7 separate regions of the Mus musculus genome follow, and all the other regions are linked to region 3. The links are chromatin contacts, called in public Hi-C, HiCAR-type and promoter capture Hi-C maps. All regions are on one chromosome and are shown on one strand. The core of a region is the stretch at or near the end of the contact, and the rest is flanking DNA. Distances in the headings are between cores, read along the strand shown. Region 1 holds the start of Aven (apoptosis, caspase activation inhibitor). Region 2 holds the start of Katnbl1 (katanin p80 subunit B like 1). Region 3 holds the start of Dph6 (diphthamine biosynthesis 6). Region 4 holds the start of Tmco5 (transmembrane and coiled-coil domains 5). Region 5 has its middle 43 kb from the start of Gm39912. Region 6 holds the start of Fam98b (family with sequence similarity 98, member B). Region 7 holds the start of Spred1 (sprouty protein with EVH-1 domain 1, related sequence).

Evidence for each region. Promoter capture Hi-C pulls out the DNA fragments that hold promoters and counts their contacts. A called contact is a pair of places that touch in the nucleus more often than the background predicts. HiCAR-type assays count read pairs that join an accessible place to other places. Capture Hi-C pulls out chosen DNA fragments and counts their contacts.
Region 1: a contact with region 3 is called in a promoter capture Hi-C map of liver, with 3 times the contacts expected there. The contact joins the promoter of Aven here to the promoter of Dph6 in region 3. A contact is called at or near these places in 1 of 39 promoter capture datasets (liver) and 1 of 9 other capture datasets (liver).
Region 2: a contact with region 3 is called in a Hi-C map of CD8 T cells, with 4 times the contacts expected there. The contact joins the promoter of Katnbl1 here to the promoter of Dph6 in region 3. A contact is called at or near these places in 2 of 484 Hi-C or Micro-C datasets (CD4 T cells and CD8 T cells).
Region 4: a contact with region 3 is called in a promoter capture Hi-C map of hippocampal neurons, with 7 times the contacts expected there. The contact joins the promoter of Tmco5 here to the promoter of Dph6 in region 3. A contact is called at or near these places in 4 of 39 promoter capture datasets (the 3T3-L1 cell line, frontonasal cranial neural crest, hippocampal neurons and 1 more) and 2 of 115 datasets of contacts at active chromatin or transcription factors (embryonic limb bud and large pre-B cells).
Region 5: a contact with region 3 is called in a promoter capture Hi-C map of hippocampal neurons, with 5 times the contacts expected there. The contact joins the enhancer-like site here to the promoter of Dph6 in region 3. A contact is called at or near these places in 5 of 39 promoter capture datasets (the 3T3-L1 cell line, hippocampal neurons, liver and 2 more).
Region 6: a contact with region 3 is called in a promoter capture Hi-C map of hippocampal neurons, with 4 times the contacts expected there. The contact joins the promoter of Fam98b here to the promoter of Dph6 in region 3. A contact is called at or near these places in 2 of 39 promoter capture datasets (hippocampal neurons and liver) and 1 of 484 Hi-C or Micro-C datasets (Sertoli cells).
Region 7: a contact with region 3 is called in a HiCAR-type map of astrocytes, with 7 times the contacts expected there. The contact joins the promoter of Spred1 here to the promoter of Dph6 in region 3. A contact is called at or near these places in 5 of 39 promoter capture datasets (the HPC-7 cell line, frontonasal cranial neural crest, hippocampal neurons and 2 more), 1 of 484 Hi-C or Micro-C datasets (B cells) and 2 of 115 datasets of contacts at active chromatin or transcription factors (astrocytes and large pre-B cells).

The regions. Positions count from the first base shown.
Region 1 is chr2:112,491,618-112,494,317 of GRCm38.p6, reverse strand. It overlaps Aven (apoptosis, caspase activation inhibitor), which reads right to left and starts at 1,354. Exons shown (of 6, transcript NM_028844.3): 1 at 1,097-1,354. The coding sequence starts at 1,327. It also overlaps a transcript of Chrm5 not described here.
Region 2 is chr2:112,377,860-112,380,559 of GRCm38.p6, reverse strand. Katnbl1 (katanin p80 subunit B like 1) reads right to left here and starts at 1,349. Exons shown (of 10, transcript NM_024254.3): 1 at 1,203-1,349. It also overlaps a transcript of Emc4 not described here.
Region 3 is chr2:114,653,612-114,656,311 of GRCm38.p6, reverse strand. Dph6 (diphthamine biosynthesis 6) reads left to right here and starts at 1,348. Exons shown (of 9, transcript NM_025675.5): 1 at 1,348-1,481. The coding sequence starts at 1,459.
Region 4 is chr2:116,877,397-116,880,096 of GRCm38.p6, reverse strand. It overlaps Tmco5 (transmembrane and coiled-coil domains 5), which reads right to left and starts at 1,392. Exons shown (of 12, transcript NM_026104.5): 1 at 1,330-1,392; 2 at 779-822. The coding sequence starts at 813. It overlaps Gm13990 (a long non-coding RNA gene), which reads left to right and starts at 1,450. Exons shown (of 4, transcript XR_374895.4): 1 at 1,450-2,021.
Region 5 is chr2:117,017,145-117,019,844 of GRCm38.p6, reverse strand. No RefSeq gene overlaps it. Among named protein-coding and RNA genes, the nearest start is that of Gm39912, 43 kb to the left of the region's middle. Within about 2 kb of position 1,279, at least 166 of the 459 cell types and tissues checked have an H3K27ac peak or open chromatin away from gene starts, as enhancers often do. A contact at or near this core is called in hippocampal neurons, liver and second pharyngeal arch cranial neural crest, where this site is marked.
Region 6 is chr2:117,248,436-117,251,135 of GRCm38.p6, reverse strand. It overlaps Fam98b (family with sequence similarity 98, member B), which reads right to left and starts at 1,397. Exons shown (of 8, transcript NM_026620.3): 1 at 1,298-1,397. The coding sequence starts at 1,368.
Region 7 is chr2:117,119,793-117,122,492 of GRCm38.p6, reverse strand. Spred1 (sprouty protein with EVH-1 domain 1, related sequence) reads right to left here and starts at 1,422. Exons shown (of 7, transcript NM_033524.3): 1 at 737-1,422. The coding sequence starts at 768.

The DNA.
Region 1 (2,700 bases), core at 105-2,604, 2.2 Mb after region 3:
TTATGTACACACACACACACACAGAGAGAGAGAGAGAGAGAGAGAGAGAGAGAGAGAGAGAGAGAGAGAGAGAGAGAAAGAGAGGAAGAGAGGAAGAGGAGAGAGAGACGGGTCCACGGGCGCAGAAAAACTAATATACTTCTTTAACAAAAACAAAAAATAGATATAAACAAATTCTTGTATTTTGCGAAATTAACAATTGCATTAAGGATAATAACACACTGCAGTAAAGGTGACTGTCCTGATAATTTGCTTATCACACTCAGTAAGCTCATGGTTCATACCACACATCTTTAGAAGGAATGGTTTCAGGGCTTCTTAGTTCCCAAGTAAGTTACTTTGGAGGAGTACATATCTAGAAGTTGTTTCCATTTGCAGTCTAATCATCCAGAGGGAAAGCAAAGGACGTAGACTGTGTGGAATCCTGCAGCTGGACAGTGGTCCCTACACAGCTGGAACGCTGTTGACTGCTTTCAGAGCACTGCACTAATCCTGATTTAGAGCACCAATGTGCCCAACATATAAGATATGAGTACAGAAAGGCCTTGGGAAGGTCGGTCAGTTTCTCCTCATTTAATCTTTAGGTACCCAGAATAGTCTCGGCGAGACTAAATACGAATCTGAAGAGTGGGAAAGATCTTAGAGGTCACCAATCCAAACCAAAATGAAGACATAATCTTCCCCCCATGTCCTTCCATCCAGGTATGGGTGACCACAGACACTGTTACCTAGGCAATGTGGGATGGGATAAAGGAAACGGAGGGCAGAGTAAACACTTCTGTGTAAATCTGTATTCTGGTAGACTTCGCTCCGCAGGAAGTCACTTCTGGGATAGCACGCCAGGCTGTAGCCCGGACACCAGGCGCCGCCGTTAGTCTCCATCAGACCATGGGACTCTGGCACCAGCAAAACGCGGAGGCCGGTCGCTTAGTCCTTCGGCCACAAGCAGCCAGGGGCTGAGCGTGCACGGTACACGTGCATGTCCCCTCTCCCTCCCCCCCCCCCCCGCGCGCCCTCCCGGCTCCATCCCGCGCAGGCGCTGTGCCTCGCGCTCCCCACACGCCGGCTAGCGGCCGCAGCAACCCGCGCTCCTTACCCGAGTGCTGGCTCCGCCGCCCCGGCCTCCAGGCTCCCAGCGGCCGCCTCGCAGGCCGCCACCTCCTCGGCCTCGGCGGAAGCCCCGGCCTCGGCCCCGCCGGCCGCCTCCGTCCCCGCAGCCTCCTCTCGCCAGCGCCGTCGCTGCCCCGACCGGCTCTCGGTCCCCTCCGGGCCGCTCCCGGCCTCCCCGCCGCCCGCGGCCGCCCCTAGCCCCGCGCTCAGCCTGCATGAGGCCGCCGGCGAGCAGAACGCGCGAGCCGCCGCGGAGAGCGCAGGCCCCACCGGAAGCAGCCGAGCGCCGGCCGTGGTGATCGGGGCGCGGGGCCCGGCCGGGGCGGGGACCACGAAGTGATCTGTAATAAAAGGACGCCATAAAGTCACTTTGTGTGATAGTTCTTAATTCATATGAGTGTTTGCATGACACAAAACCTAAGGTGTCCGATGAGTTTTTTAGTTAACCTGATTTAAAGAAGATAAGTCATTTTAAAGTCAGGATTTAGGAAGGGTTGAGGGTGAGTCCCAAGTCACAGGTCTGGACAGCGGCTCAAGTGGGTGGAGGGTCCGGTAGGGAAGGGGAAAGATGCTTGAAAATCTTGAAGAGAACTTGTAAACGTCGTTGCTGTAACTCACATTGAGCGCTTGATTCTCATAGGTACTTGCCCTTATTTTGCAATGAGGCAACAGTCCTAGAGAGCTTAACTCCCCTAGCAGGACTTGGTTAGACAGGGTCCAAAGACAAGGGTAGCGGGAAAGTTAGTTATAGAAAGACAAGAGAGAGCTGGGAACGTAGCTCAGTTGGAGAATGCTAAAATCGTCTTTGGCGTGAGAAAGAAAGAAAGAAAGAGAGAGAGAGAGAGAGAGAGAGAGAGAGAGAGAGAGAGAGAGAGAGAAAGAAACAACAGAAGCCGAGGTTAACAGAAGCCGAGGTTAATTTTGTCTTAAGGAAGCTACCTGAAAACAATGAAAGCAAGCCCAGCCATGGTGGTGCAGGCCTTTTAATCCCAGCACTGGAGAGCCAGGGGTAGGCCCATCTCAGAGTTCACAGCCAGTCTGCTTTACAGAGTGCAGGTCAGAGTTACAGGACTGCAAGGGCTACACAGTGACCCTGTCTCAAAAAAATAAAAATAAAGTAAAAGTAAAAGTAATTAATTAATAATAATAAAAGCAAAGGGATGGAATCAGCCTACCAAAAGAAATGTCACTTTCATCGCGTCTTAGGCCCCTTCCTTATAGCCATATATCACTTCTAATTGTGTACAGAATTATATACCAGTAGCACTATGTTCCGAATTGAAAAGACAGATTGGCCCCACCCTAAAGTCCTCAATTCACGTGGAAGATAATTATATAAACAAATGATTCTGCTCCAGTGAGCTGAATGCTGTGAGCAACTCAAGATCAAAGCTGGAAGTTGGCTTTTCTTAAGTAAACCCCCAAGGTACAGCCTGATGACTGAACTGGAGTTGACCCAGCTAACAGGTGGCAGGGAGTGGGGGAACCTATGTGATGAGAGAACCCCTGGAGGTTTGTCAGCTTAAGATAAAATGTCTTTTAAAATGGTTATCCCAGCTGGGCAGTGGTGGCCCACGCCTTTAATCCCAG
Region 2 (2,700 bases), core at 100-2,599, 2.3 Mb after region 3:
CAATACGAGCAGGGAATGTGGTTGGTGTGTGGATTCATTCATGTGTAGTGTACACAGAGGCGTACGCACATAAATATCTCCGAAGCTCAAGCAAATGAAACAACACTTTGGACATTAGTAAGATCAAGGCAGAGGAGGCGGCCCTGTGGCTTTGTGGAGCAAATAACTATGTAACCCTACCTAAGATGACTTCCCCGTGCCTTTTTCCCGTGTCAAAATGATGATAATACTACCTATTCCAAAGCAGCACTCTTAAAACAACTCTTAGCACACAGAAAACAAAATAAGTAAGTTATTACTCGTTATGGCTTATTACAAGTCCAGCTACTATCCAAGCAAAAAGCCTCCATGCATAAACTTCTGACTTGAAGAAGCTGATTTGAAAGAGAGAAGAGGGCTGGAGAGATGGCTCAGCCGTTAAAGGCTAGGCTCACAACCAAAAATATATGAGAGAGGAAAAATCCTGAATGATTTTGTATAAAGTTTCAGATATTAGGTGGACTGGTGTCTCAGCGAGCTCGTTAAGTACGAAATCGGCAATAATTATAGAATTATCTCTTCCAGTTACTTTTTTCTCCAGATCTGCCAAGAAATTGATATAGCTGTTTTCAAGGGACTTTAGAAGCCAGTACAAAACAAATCAACTCTTTGTTATCTCCATGCCTAAGCTCAGTTAAGCACCTAGGTACAATTACGGAATAACTTTTCAGAAAGCACAACGAGGTTTTAAAAGTTGCAGTCAATGATTCTTATGCGGCTATGTCAAGTTTCTGTCCTTAGAAACAAAAGCCGATCTGTCTGGGACTCAAAAATTCCTCAGAAAAATAAGGAAATGCCTCAGCCGGGCCTAGGCTGCTCTGGGGAAAACCTGTCCTCGCAGAGCAATCTTCTCACGCGCCCCGTCTTTCCCCGTAGGGTGCAGATGTCGACTCCACCCGAAGATAAATAAATGACAGTAGGTTTGATCCATGCCTCTCCTGCCAGGACCCCCGAGGCCTGCAGCTCCAACCTCCAGACAACCGCTCGCCCGGGGGCTCCGCGGGAGACCGGGGGCCCCACCCGCCTGCGTCCCGCCCCGACCCCGCCGCCCAGCCCCGGAAAGGCCGCTGCCGCGGGGCCTGCAGGTGGGCCCGGCCAGCTGCTCAAGAAGCCCGCCGCGCGAGCAGCAGCGAAGGCCCCAACCGGGTCCGGCCGTCACTTACCGGCGCCTCATGGTACCGCAGCGCCCAAGCTCAGCCACTGTGCTGATGAACCGCTCCCGGCAGCTCGGAGCGTCCCTCGGATCCCCAGCCGGGCCCCACTCACAGCCATTCAAACACCGCCGCGCGCGGCCCGCCGGGATAGCTACCCCGTGGGCGGCCAGCCGGGCCCCACCCAGCTCAGACTCCGCCCCCTCGGATGCCTGCCGGAGGGGGACCAGGGTGCGGGGCGGCGGCGCCCCCTCGTGTCCACAGGTGCGTCCGACGCTTTGCCACAAGAACAGTGGACCTGCGGGTAAGGGACAATCTACACGTGGGGCAATCTGCTGTTAAAATCGTTCAGGAGAAGATGAATATTCATTTTCATTTAAACCACCAGGGTATAGTGGTTAAAAGCGTGGACTCTGGAACTGTGCCACTTTGGACGAGTCACAAAACGGTGTGCTTTTGAATTCCTCATCTGTAAAATGGAAATGAGGAAAATGCATCTGCCTCAGTATTGCTGGGGATAGCAAATGGGTTAATACATACAAAGTAATTTGGAGAGTATGTGGCTCCTGGTAAACACTACATAATTTCTGACTGTCTTGTTTTCTGTTACGTGTCACACTTCCAGAATCTCTTTTAACAATTTTTATCAACTTTATTATTTAAAAAAAAAAAAAAAACCGAAAAATTTGCAACTCCCAGCACCCTCCCTACCCAAAAACTCACAGACTGCTGCAACAGTCTTCAGACAAATGTGTATAATATAGGTCCTCTCCTCAGAAAGCAAGCTCAGTCTTCTTCGGTTGGGAACAAGACTATAAGATTAGGATTGGGCCGGGCAGGGTGGTGCACGACTTTAATCCCAGCACTTGGGAGGCAGAGGCAGGCGGATTTCTGAGTTCGAGGCCAGCCTGGTCTACAGAGTGAGTTCCAGGACAGCCAGGGCTACACAGAGAAAACTAGTCTCGAAAAACAAACAAACAAACAACAACAAAAGATTAGAATTGGTTCTGCCCCTGACATATTTTTAGTTACTGAGGGCAATTCCCTTGACCAGAGCCTGCTCAGGTTAAGCCACTGGTCAAGGGTAGCAAAGATAAGACTAAGTTTGTCTTCTGTGGTTGTTGTCCCCAGTACAGCAGCCAAGCAAGTAGGGCATTTGATGCAAGTCTTCCTCATACATCCCGTGGCTCACTTTTTTATATGCTCCTGAAAGAACTCTTAGGTCTTAAGGAAATGGCTGCTTAAGTTAAGTTCATCAACATGTTTAAGGATTTCCTATGCACCTAGCAGACTTGTCTCCAGGTGTTATAGACAACAGGAGGTGGCTTGGAAAGTCAGAAAGAGTGGTATTTGCAATACACCACACTGAGTGAGGTCATGAAAGCTATATTCTAAACGATGTGGATATTCAGAGCTAAGAGGCCATTAGTTAAGTATAATGTCATATATTTGTCCTCTGCAACAACAGGGCCCTAGCTTTAATCAAAAAAAAAAAAAAAAAAAAAAGTAA
Region 3 (2,700 bases), core at 99-2,598:
CTAAGGCTGTGTCTAAAGGCAGTGACAGTGTATCCCACATGTATGAAATAAATATGGCCAGAACCAGCAGGCTGGAAAAAAAAAAGCCAGGTGAAAGTAGAAATCAGAAAGGGAGATTTATTCAACATGGATACATTGGGAAGACGGATTTTGGGAGTTTGGGCATTCACTGGAGATATATATATGTATATATATACATATATATATATATATATATATATATATACACACACACACACATATACACACACACACACACACATATATATATATATATATATATATATATATATATGTATTACATGTATATAATGTGTATATACATAGGCAGTGGTGGCGCACACCTTTAATCCCAGCACTCAGGAGGCAGAGGCAAGTGGATTTCTGAGTTCTAGGCCAGCCTGGTCTACAGAGTGAGTTCCAGGACAGCCAGGGCTACACATAGAAAACCTGTCTCAAAAAAAAAAAAAAAAAAAAATATATATATATATATATATATATATATATATATATACATTCTTTACATATGAATAATATTCAAAGATGTATATGTTTAAGTTAGTTTAACTCACCAATAATGCCACGTGTACCCTCTATTTCTGCATTTTTTTTCTGTCTCTCTCTTTCTCTCTCTTTTGGTACAGTATTTTTCACTTTAACATACAATTCTCTTTTTAAATTCTCTTCTTCCTACACCTCTACACAAACTCCTTGTTCATGGATGTAGGTAGGCATGGTGGTCTATATCGTACACCAGTTGATCCCAGGAGCTCCAAAGAGTGCTTAGTACATTCAAATAACTAAGTACTGGCAAACGTATTTTAAATTAGATTTTCGTTTTGCTTTCTGGAGTGCAAGTTTTTCAGTTTCTGTATTGGGAAAATGCAAAAACACAGTATAGGAGGCGGAGGTCATGTAGCCTCACTGGTTCAATGGGCAGAGATGCAAACCTCGAAGTTAAAAGTGATCAGGGGTTAGTGGGTTTTTTTTTTTGGAGGGGGGGTAGGAAGGGCGAAAAGATTTCTTTCTTGTAGTTGACGAAGAGAGGAGAGAGACTAAATCCCCTTTCCAAGGTAGTGTTTCAAATCTTAGAACTTGTGACTTTGAATTTACTACCCAGACAATCCCAGCACCCTCAAGCGGTTTACCAAGGACCATGCCCTTCCCTTGGCAGCTTCACTGCCCTTACTTAGGTGGTTAGGCTGTGCCTAAACTTTTTTCTTTTTGTAAATTCTGAGCCATATATCCATGTATCAGGGAACAGATGCTGAGACTACCTAGCCTCTACACCCGGGTGTTCAGCAAGGTGCTGAAGGGGCAGTAGGCATGGTCGAGGGCAGGCAGCGCAGCAGACACCAGGTCGAGGACCGCGCGTGTAGGTCCAGTCGCCGCGGGATCCCGGGCCTGGCGTCTGTGGTTACCGCACGCACGCACGTACGCACGCACACTGCGCCCAGAATGAGGGTCGCGGCCCTGATCAGGTAATGAGGACTGGGGCCATCGCTTTACTCTTGGGCAAGGCTATATCCTGACGCGGCCACTGTAGAAACATCCGGAGCCACTTCTTGGGGCGCCGCGTGGGCCGGCCGGCGCCACGGCCACCGGAAGAGGCGGGGCGATCTGCTCGGGCTCCCTGGCCCCACGCGCCTCCTCTCTGGCAGCTTGGCAAAGCTAAACAGCACTAATTCCTGGGTCCTCCTCCTCCTCCGTGGGCGCATGGTCACCACGCCTGTTGGACTTTTATTTGCTCTGAACTTTGAGAGCCGCTGTTAACTTCACTTACTTGTTAGCAGTTTTTGTCCTCTATAATTCTCCTCAGTCTTGATCCTTTCCAGGAAGGAGGATTGCAACCTCACTCTCTTCTCACATCTCTGGCTTGCCGGGAGAGCTGTAGGATCCCCTAGATGGTTTGAGATTGCTTTGCTCCTATGTTGTCAGACACCTCCGTTGGAACTCAAGCTACTGACAGATGTATTTCCTCCTGGTTGAGTTGAAAATAAGCTAGGTTTTTCTAGATGCTCTGGAGTGCGTTGGATACAAATTTGCCTTACTGACCCTGGGCAACCCAAGTCATATTCCAAAAGTAGTTTGAAATCTAGTAACTTACTTAAAAGCCCAGATACTATAGCTGATAAGCAGAGCTATCCTTGATCTGTTTCAGTGCCTGGCAGTGATAAGGGGCATAGCAATATTAGTTTAAGACCCTTAAGTGTATTGTTTCTTGAGATTTAGACCTCAAAAAAGTGTGAATTCCACTTTATTGCTACAGTCTCTTTTTGTTAGCCTAGTGAAGCACACGTACACATTTGTTGTTAATGCCCTAGGTAACTGATGCTAGTTGACAGTGGGTGACAGTCTAGGTAAGCCAGTTTCTCTAGTGGCAGGAAAATGCCAGATCTGTTGATTCTGTGCCATTTTAAGGAAATGAAAACCCACCATAATTTAATAAATTTTACACATAAAGGGAATAAAACTTTAACCATCACGATTATTTGGTGAAGAGAGATAAAAATTAAATGTGAGCCAGGAAGGCAGCCATGGAACTTAGTTTACCGAAGCTCAGCAGGGTAGTAAAACATGTGAAACTGGAGAGAAGAAAGTCTCAGTGGAGTGTGTTCCTCAAAACACTCAGTGGATAGGAATTTAGAGGTGCTGTTTGAGAAATTATACAATTAAAAGCTGTATATTAGGAAATAAGAA
Region 4 (2,700 bases), core at 143-2,642, 2.2 Mb before region 3:
CCATTTCTTGGAAAACTCATACATCTTAATCACACTCTACAATGTGATTCTCAACCCATCAAGGGACATCTCTAGATAACGATGCCTCTACAGTCTGATTTCAAGAGAATCTTTACTTCCTTAAATAGCCGTGTACTGGAGAGAGCTGTTTCCCATGGCAACCTTTCCCTAAATTGTTCTCAAAACATGCTTATGCAATACACTTTTATTGACTATTTTTATCTAGGCACCTGCTCCATCACTTCTGAGTTAGTCTGACTTTATTCAGAGACAGAAGCTTCTACTCCCATAATAGGGCTTCAATCTTTCCCTCTTCCACTTCTCTTTGACTTTCTGATTATGATGGTTGAGATTCTCATAGGAGGGCCATTTCAGTGAGTACATCTTATATTTCAGGAACATCATTCAAGAGTACAAACATCAGTTTTGGAAAAAAAAATTGTGAACGAGATGATAACTTTAGGAGGAGCACCTAAGTCAAGGGAGGCTCGCACTAAACTTTTTCTAACATGTAAAAGAATTCATTGTCTTTGGAGTTAACTGGGAATAGGGTAGCATGACCCAGGGATTGTGTTTCGGGCAGCATCAAAGTCCTGTCTTGGCAGAGCTAGCTTGTCTGGGAGAATTTACAGTAGTTACCACTTCCTGTAGAAGTGGAGTGCTTTGGAAATGGAAGGAAGGAGGAAGAAGTGACCGGAAGACGAGGGAAGGTCTGAGCATCAGGCCTGCTTCCCTCTTGGTACCTAGACTGCAGCCTTTCATAGTCGCCGCTACTTACTCATAGTCCAGCTGATTTTCCTTCTGTTCTTCCATCGGAGGCCCCTGAAATGTCAGCAGAGATGTGGTTATGAACAGGGGCAATGGATCCATTAATCTCCCAAATAGAAAGTAAATGAACTTGTTTTCTCCCTTCATAGCCCCGGGATGGTCATGACAGACACTCCAGCTCTTTCTGTTCGTCTGACTCTGCATCAGGAAGGGAGGGTGCAGAGATCTGCTGGAAAGAAGTCCAGCAGTTGTCTTGCAAGCAAATGCACCTAGAGGCTGTTTGCCATACTAACGCAATTTGGAAATCTGAACAAAACACTAGAAAGAGACAGAGGTGATCAGTTTTTTTTTAAGTCTCCTTTCTTCATGACCGCTGCTTTCTTAAAGGTCTCAGGGCACAGATATCGGCGTGTCATTGCCCTGGAAAGCCTGGATGTTCCCCAGTCCCCAACCACTGCCAGCTTGGTGGGAAGTTAGTATTAATCAGGGATCAGAAAACCAAGTAGAAAAAGACTCTGTGGCCCTCTCTGCCCTATAACCTCCTCTACAAACTCTACCTCCCTTCTACCGATGTGCTTTGGCTTTCTGATCCTGCCCTAATCAGGAGCTTCTTCTTAAGACTCTCATCTCTTCCCACTGGAACCATCCAATAGAATCTCACAACCTTCCATAGGGTTATGACTCCACAACTGCCACAGGACGGGCAAGCAGCATGTCACCGTGGTGCCATTGGCAACTGGTTCCTGTTATCTTTCCAGTGTTAGAACTTCTGTGGGTGTGTGGACTTTATGGTTAAGTCTGCCCTAAGCATGGACATACTTCAGGGAGTCTGGTTTCTAGGCAGTATAAAGCAACAGTATTCCTTATTATGCCTGTGGCAAACAGCACTTCCTTTGCCCAAGTGGGATGAAGATGGGGAATTTGGTCTTGTGGCCACAGTGATGCCACCATGTGCCCAACTAACAACCCATTCATCCCATGGGAATTGGGAAGTAAAAGTTACCAGTGTCTTCAAGAGGGAGCAGGGCAACCCAAAACACTTATCTTTGTGAGGTGTGTGTGTGTAGGTTGATTTTATTTCATCCAAAGAAAGAATGCGAACATAGGAGCAAGGAAGGACTTTGCAGTTTTAAATCGGATGGTGCAGATAGAGCCACGGAGTTTCCTCGTGTTCGAAAGTAGCGTGCCAATCTGTGAAGCAGCTTCATTCATGGACATGAGAACCTGTGCTGGATAAATGCAGAGACCAGCAGGTAGAGTAATACCATGAAGATCCAGTTTTGCCTGCAGAGGCTTATGGGCACATCCTTGCTATGGTCTGAGTTTCAGAGACTAAGAATCACCCACCAAAGACTAAGAAATTACTAGAGATTTTTGATATTGACAGTAATTCCTGTGATTATCTCGAATTAGCTCCATTATGTCTCCTTTAATGGAAAGTCATTCACATAAAACAAATAATATACATTTTTTTACACCTGAGCACACGTATATGTCAGTGAATTCTCCACAGCTGCTAACTTCTGTATGTGAGTCACAGAAACCTGTCAACTTTCGGGCCTCTACTCAGGACCACAGAGAGGTGATTTGTGAGCCAGACCGACTTCTTAACATACTGAAGTTTCTAGCAAACTATTCGTAAAATTAACCGCCTCTGATGACCCCCATTACCATCTCCTGAAAGAAGGCATTTCATTGCTTTATGAAGCTGTACACAGAAGAGTAATTAACAATTCAGGCCAATGGCTTCTCCCAGGAATTGATGGTAGGGAGAGTTCATTAACCCCAGCTGGTTATAGCTTCGCCAGGAAATGCCCTGGACCAAGGTTATTGCAGCCCTTAATGGATTGGATAGGGACTTTAACTGGGATTAAAATAAAGCCGAGTCTCCTTCCAGGGGAGCCTTTCTCCTTGAGGGGCTACTGAAGCAAG
Region 5 (2,700 bases), core at 30-2,529, 2.4 Mb before region 3:
GGTCTGGGGAGGGGAGGGTGAAGTAACCCCAAACATTTTTTTCAGCTGCCTAATGATGAGCATATATTAAAGGAGGCCTGGAGAGTGCAGCTGAGAATGGCCTAGTTACACTCTTAATCAAGCAACTGCAGTACTGGAATTACTGTAACCTTGGGCAGGTTGCTTAACTTTTCTGTACTTCCTTTAACATGGGCATGAGTGAGGGTCCAGGGGGAGGGGGCTAAACCTGTAGCTTCATAACATACATTTTGAGGAGGGCAGAGGCAAAAGTCAGGGCAGGAGAATTCATTACCAAATTCTCAGTTTTTTGGTTTTTGTTTTATACAGAATGGAGCAAACCTGGAATCGGAGCCAGGCAATTGAAAAAAAAAAAAAGATTCCAGATCTGCATGGTAACAATTTAGACTAACTTCCACTCCTGCTAAAAGCTGAGCTGCAGAGGAAGTTCTTCCCTTGGCCAGCTGCCGTCTTGCCTCCCCCACCCAGCAGACCTTCAGGCCGCTCCCTCCCCACATCTGTTTCCAAGCCTTGGAGCATAGGGTCACAGCATGTCGCAATAAGCCGTGTTAGCAGGCAGCATGAATCAGTAGTAAACCTTTGATTTTAATTCCTTGCTTCTTCAAGAGAGGAAGTGTGGTCTAGTGGTTAACCCACTAAAAAAAGCAGCTAAAAGGCAAAATTCTTGGTCCCCAGCATGGCTCTTCTATTCTTGTTGGGGTACCCAGCCATCAAAGATCCCTTTTGTCCCCCAGGGTTGCTTTATGATGTTAATCCCCGAACTGGCCTCACCAGAAGACTCACTTGGGAAACTGATTTTTTTTTTTAAGTCTCCATCCAAGACCTTCCAAGGAAAGGCCTAGAGTGCTCTAGTTTTAACAAGTACTAGGCATGCTTCTTTAGAATCAGTTTTGGCTCAGCTGATCCATCACACAAACTGGAAGGGTGTTTTCCAGAACAATAGGAAGAAGGCTGAGCAGAAAACAGCAAATCTACCTCGGATTTGCTTTGACCAGCTCAGGTGCAAACCACACTGGAAGAGAGGGAAAGGAGATAGGAATTCTGGTCGGCCCTCCCAGCTGAGCGCGCCTGGGTAGGTCAGAGGAACTGTTCTGGCTGCATTTTTCTCATTTTAAAAATAAAAGTGACTAGATCATCTCTTTCGGTTCTGTGAGTCAATGAATTATTTCTGTGAGTTCACAGAAATGCCAGGATGGACTCTGAACATCTCGTTTCCTGAAAATGACAGGGGTGCAGTCCCGGAGGTGTGGGCTGGCCTGTTTAGAGTTGTGGGAAGCCAGCGGAGACAGGCGGTAGCTAGGAGGTTTGGGGCCAGGGCTGCAGGGAGCGGGAGCGGTCTCCTCACCCTCCTCTCTGGAGGCTCTGCAGCTGGCCTGCTTATGCAAAGGCCTTGGCTCCTCTTTTCTTCTTAAAAGCTTTTCTGACTTGTACATTCCCCTGAGGAGCAGATTCATTGTTTTGCAGAGAATTTGTACTGTGTTTTCATGAAAGGAAGAAAGGAGTTGGAATGGAAGGGCTTGGGAGGATTAGCGAGTGGGCTAGGTTGCCAAAGAAATGAGTCTCTCCATGTGTGATAAATATGCACCCGCCATATTGCTGGCCTCAGATGTACCCAGCAAAATCCTTTGCCCCACTTCCACAAGCCCTAGACCGGTGCTCTTATTCATGGTCTGGACACCAGCTTTCTCATCTGTATTTGGAGCGTGTGGGACTCCTTCCATCCCAGAACAAGTGGGGGTGAGTTAGGAGAAGCAGGGATGAGTCATGGTTGTAGGGAAAGGATGTCTCAGGAAGCCGACACTGAGCAGGCTTCCTAGAAACATCCTGACAGGTCCCATAAAGCCCACGTTTGGTTCTAATTATAACATGCCCACATTTGAGCAGTTTTGCAGTTTTCCCATGGAAACTAACAAAGGCTTCTGAGGAAGAGGAGTTGACTCAGATGTGCGCTCTGTGTATAGGAGTGGGAGCCAGATGAACTTATTTTAAATGAGTGGTTGTCCCTGCACTTTTCCAAAGGAGGAGATAGATACCATACTGGCGTGTCTTTACCTCTTGACATATCTGTGAACGGGGTTAACCACATCATATGAAGGGTTAAAACCAGTTCCGAATCATTAAAAAGATAGTTTTTAAAGTCCAAGATGAAGAAGTGGAACAAATTCTGAGAACGTAGAATTCAGTTTTCCCCTCAAGTGGCGTCAAAAGGCAAGCTAAAAGAACAAAACGAAATATCAGAAATTGGCTTTAGAAGCAGTTTTGAAAAAGAGCCCTGTGAGCCCTGTGGGCATATCTGTGTGGCCCACCCCTTGTGGTACAGCCCCAATATGGCGGCTCTGCTTGCAGAAGACCCTAAAGCTCCCACGCATTGCTGAAAAAAAAAATCACACTGTAGTCAAGGGTGGTTCTAGTAGGCTGTGTTATTTTATTTTGTAATTGAAAATGTTGGAAGATTGGTATTGTCTAAGTGATGAAAGGTGGGGAAAATGAATTGAAAATAAAATTTTCATTATTTTACTCGATGATGAACCAGCACAGAATTAAAAGTTATCCTTAGTAACTGTTCCAGAACTAGCAGTCAGTCAGAACCTGGAAGGGTGGAGGGGTTATTATTTGTTCAGTGTGAAATACTGGAATAACTAGAGCCATCAGTGAGGGAAGAGGGACTCCCCAGACTTCCCT
Region 6 (2,700 bases), core at 148-2,647, 2.6 Mb before region 3:
CATTAGAGCAAATTTCACTTTCTTAAATGCTATGGTAGAAACAATATGTTTCAGGAATCAAAGAAGAATAAAACCACTGTCTTCGCACTTCATAAATGGCTACAAGATCCCAAAAATTGTAAATGTCTGGGATCCAAGCTGGAGCCTACGCACACCAAGGTATTTTAACTTCGTATTAGTTATATTTCCCCTGCAGGGTTAAGAAAATTTCATAGAAATACAAATAGCCCTGATGTTGTCGTGCTGGTTCTGTTTTTTTATTTAACAAACATTTTATTCAAGATCAAGTAAATTCAAGGTTCTGTTATGCTGAGTAGCAGCAAAGTATGCATTATCAGGGTGCAACAAAAGTTAACACTTGCTAGAAAAAAAAAGAACAAAATAGTTTGAGGGAACGAAAATAAGGGAACCAGGCATGATAGTTTCAAACTTCTTTAGGAGCAGTTACCCTAAAATGAAACCACCTTAAGGAGGTAAACGTCTGTGCAGATGGCGCCAACGTTGGGGAAAGGATCCGTTTATTAACCCTCAACCGTTTGGACCTTTGCTCACAAGTACACACCCTCCTCTGAACTTTTTCTTCAATCGCTGTGACAGGCCCCACTCTAGTATGTTGCCAGGAGGAGTCCATCAGTGAAGAAAGTTGACAAGTTTCTCAAACTCTGGGTGAAGTTCATGTGACAAACAGGTAAAAAGAGCAAGCGCTGGGAAGAACACCAGGATGGAGGGGAGTAACACTGCTTGTCCAGATCGCCTCATCACCGCCACCCCGGGGTTCCTCTTAACACCTAAAGTGGTAACGACGTTCTGAAAACTGTCGTTTCTCCCTGCCTACCACACAAACGTGCTTTAAGGAATGGAGAAGGTTAAATGCAGGGGTTCACACTTAACTAAGAGTCTTCAGTCTAAGAAGCGGGAGTGAGTCCTCCCCCAGCCCTGAGTAAGCCACCGATTTGAGCAGCATGCGCGACACAACAGTCCAGACGCAACTGCGGTGCGGCGGGAGCAGGATCTACGTCCATACAAAGGGCTCCCCCCCCCACCCCCCCGAGGCCCGGGAGGAGCCGGCTGCAGGCTGAATGTAATGAAAGAGGGAAAACGGCCGGCACAGCCAGGCCTCTCGCTGCAGCCGCTCGTTCCCGCCGGCTCCCAGGGTCCCGGCTACCCGGAGCGCAGAGGCCTGCGCACCGCCCGGTACACAAGGCCTGCTCCGGGGAGAAGCGCACGCCCGTGCCACAGCGGCCACGCGCAGGGCCAGCGTCCTCTCCTCTGAGAAGTTGTCCACGAGAACACTCACCCCAGCGCCTCCAAGGTGTCCAGAACGTCCCCTTCCATGCTGGTTTCGGGCCCGAGCTCTGGCCCTCTCATGGTCGCTTGGTCCAAAGCTGTTCGTCACTAAAAATCCCGCCGGAAACCAGCGTCAGCACGCCAAGGTTCCGGGACTTGTAGCCGTGGCAACCGTGGAGGAGTCCCTGCTTGGTGCAACGTAAAAGCCATGTTTGCAACAATAGACTTTTAAAAAATAAATAAGCATCTTTGTGTTAGATCTTATCCATGTGAAGTCACTATCTTTTACTATCATGATTCTACTGTAGGTGTTGAATACTACCCCACCTTAGATTTTTTAATTTTTGTTTATGGTGTGTGTCAGGTGTGTGTAGATGCTCCGGAAACCAGCAGAGGGCAACAGATCAAGCCCTCTGAAAGAGCAGCCACATTCTTAACCAATGAGCCAACTTTCCAGTCGCCCCCACACACATACATCTTGCTTTTTATAACAAAAATCCCAAAAGGAAACTATAATGATCTCCAGCTAAAAAGTAACAGGATGTCTATATACATAAGTCCATTGAGCCAATACATGTGCCAGTGCTCTAATAAGAAGAGATCTAGGGTATCATTTCATTATGAATATAGAACCAAATAAGTGAGTTGTTGTGTTCATCTATCTGCAGAACCACTTCAAATACATATTCAAGATTTTGTATTGTGTTGCTGGTCATTTATGAATGTATTAGCAACAAAAGGTACAGCTCCAGATGCAGTAGAAACATCCATAAGAAATAAAAGCAAGGCCACAACATGCCTTTAATCCCAGCACCCAGGAGTCAATGTTTCTCCTGAGTTCAAGGCCAGGTTAGTCTATACAGTGAGCTCCAGGCCAGCCAGAGCTACAAAGTAAGACACTGGCTCACAAAACAAACAGCAAAAGAAGAAAGAAAGAAAGAAAGAAAGAAAGAAAGAAAGAAAGAGAGAGAGAGAGAGAGAGAGAGAGAGAGAGAGAGAGGAGGGAGGGAGGGAGGGAGGGAGGGAGGGAGGGAGGGAGGGAGAGAGAAAGAAAGAAAGAAAGAAAGATGGAAGGAGAGGAAGAGGGAGAGAAGGAAGGGGAAGGTGTATTAGTCAGGGTTCTCTTGAGTCACAGAACTTATGGGTAGTCTCTATATAGTAAAGGAATTTATTGATGACTTACAGTCTACAGTCCAACTCCCAACAATGGTCAGTAACAGCTGTGAATGGAAGTCCAAGGACCTAGCAGTTGCTCAGTCCCACATGGCAAGCAGGCGCGAAGGAGAGAAAGTGAGACTCCCTTCTTTCAATGTCCTTAAATGGTCTCCATCAGAAGGTGTAGCCCAGATTAAAGGTGTGTGCCACCATACCTTGAACTCAGATCTCCCTGTCTTTTTGTTTGTTTGTTTGTTT
Region 7 (2,700 bases), core at 173-2,672, 2.5 Mb before region 3:
CAAAAAAGCAAAAACTTATGGATCAAGCTCTGATGAAGTCACCAACGCGTTCGGCAATGTAAACCGTACTTTATCACAGACGGAAGCCAAACCCTAGCATTCAAAATTTTTAATTACTCTGTTCTTGATTAAGACGGGTTCAATACTCTCGAAGGTTAAAAAAATAATAATAAAAAAACACAATAGCTCAACATCGCCCACACTCCAGGTGTCCTTAATCCTATTTAATTCTTAAAATGTTTCCCTAACCCTATCTTTTTACTAGAATAGTATAGGTCATAAGTTTAAAAAGTGGGGCGGGGGGCGAAGGCTTAATCGGTATTTAGGAGTCACTGAGTCATCGAATTAGGATTCAAGAGCAGTTTGCGGCTGGAGGTGCTCCCACACATTAGTTTCCGAGCGAAATAGCTGTAGAGGCAGGGTGGCTGGATGTTCAAGGTGTTTGGGGAGGGGGGGCGGGTTTGACGCCGGAGTGAAGGGCAGGCAAAGGGTAGTTTCTACTCCACTTTGAGCTACCCACATTATTACTCTGTCTCGGAGACGTCCGACTGCTACGCCGCCTCTGCACTGCACTCGATACCCTTCCCCAAGCAGAGAGGCGAAAATGCACGAATGAAAAGGGGTGCTGCCATTAAAGAAAATGGCCCGACACATCGGGCATCTATCACCTCCCGGGCGGGACGGGCTGGGGGGAGGGGGCTGCCCCCCGGGCTCAACCAGGCCAGGGCTCGCTTACTCGTTGTCAGAAGTCGCCGTCTCCTCGCTCATCTTTCCCTCACCGTGATCCGATCAGGAGATGGAGGAGCAACAGCAGGCAGGGAAGCAGCGGCAGCGGCGGCACCGAGGGGCGGCGGGCGACGACGGCCGGCGGGGCGCGCGGGCAGCGGCTCGGGGGCCTCACCATGGTGGATGCCTCACTCGGAGCGGTGCCCCGCGAGCCGGGCAGCCCGGCCACCCCCGCAGGGGGGCGGCGGCAGCAAGCGCGGCCGTGGCGACCCCAGCGGTTTGCCGCGCCGAGGTCGAGTGCGAAGCCGAGACGGCGCGGGCGACTGCGGGCGCTGAGGGGGACGCGGCCGGTGGCTGAGGCGGTGCTGCTCTCAGGGGCGCGGCGACGGGCGGGCGGCGGGAGCCGGCGGGGGGCAGCCGAGCGCTGGCTGCGGGAGGCGGCGCGGTCCCGCCGAGGTGCCGCGCACCATCTCCCGCCTGGCCGCCGGCTGCCCGCGCGGCGCGCCTGGTCGGCCCTCAGGGGCTGCCTCGGACGCGCTCCAGCTGAGGGGCCGCAGGCAGGGCGCGAGGCGAGCGTCGGAGCCCGAGGGCACAGTGCCGAGCGGCGGCGACGAGGGCCGAGATCAGCGCTGCTCGGCGGCCCGCTCCTCACGCCCGCGAGAGGGGAGCCGCGAGGGGGGCGGCGGAAGCGCTCACGCCGCCCGCTCCTTCCGCCGCTCGAACCGGGGGCGCCCGCGGGAGAGGCAGGCGAAGTAGTCCCTCGCGACTTCTGGGCCGCCGGGGCTCGCGCGGGTGCGGCTGGGCGGACGTGGGGCGCGGCTGCAAGCCGGAGGCGCGGGGCCTCTGAGGGGTCGGGGGGAAACCTAAAAGCCGCGGCCCGCAGTCGAATCACTGCAGCTCTGGATCGTGGGCAGCATAACAAGTTTCAGGAAAGTAGTTCCCTCCTCCCCTCGCTTCCCAAATCGTCGGGCAGCGGGAGCGGGGCGAGGAGGGTGGCGGAGGGATATGTCGCTGCACTGCATCGCGCGCGTGTGCGTGCGCGCGCTCCAAACTCTTGGCACGCCGAGGAAAGGGGGCGGGGGTGGGAGCTGTGAGCCGAGCTGCTCCGGGACTGGCATTGTTGCGACGCTCAAGTCCCCGTTACTCGGCCTGGGATATCCGGGTTGCCGGGACAAGCGGGCAGCACACCGTGTGCTCGGGGAAGAAATCGGGAGGCCACTCCGTACTGCTCAGTGCGCGTGCACGCGCGCGCGTGTGTTGTGTTTTTCTTGCAAAGAATGGAACTGGCATGAGTTCATCTCTTAGTGGGGGTTACAGGCCAGGACTGCAAAGCGAGCTCCTCCTGCTGTCCCTCTAGTTGCATTGCTGCAGTTCCCTTGCTTCTTGCACAAGGGTAGTTGTGTGCGTGTGATGTGTGTGTGTGTGTGTGTGTGTGTGTGTGTGTGTGTGTGTGTGTGTGTGTGTGTGTGTAGAAAGAGTTGGTTTCAATACCTCGCAGCGCGATCCTCACTGCGCAAACAGCATGCAATGCTGGGCATTCATCTCTGGAAGCACGAGTGCTTGTTAATGGAGAACGGCTTCCATTGAAGCCCGGGGTAGGCGGGTTACATGAATCTGGCGCATCCAGCAGCACAGGAAATAACTCCCGCTGCGAGCGAGGTTGCATAACTATAGCGCAGGAGAAGCCTGTGTGGCACGAACTTTGGCGAACAGAGGCGGAACGGTTGTTGGATAGGCAGCTGTCACGTTTGCATTGTCAGAGGACAATGTATGCAATCATCCCAAAAGATCTTTTTTGCACAAGAACCTTCTAAGGTTGAGGGCTGGAGCCTGGGATCTTTGTGACCGGAGGGCTAGGAACTCCTAGCTCTATAAATTCTATTATCTTGTCTCTAAGAAGTCAGCTTATACACAAGATGGCCTGGGGGACTGACTCCCTAGCGCTCCTAAGTTCCTGTGGCGTCTCCCTAGGCG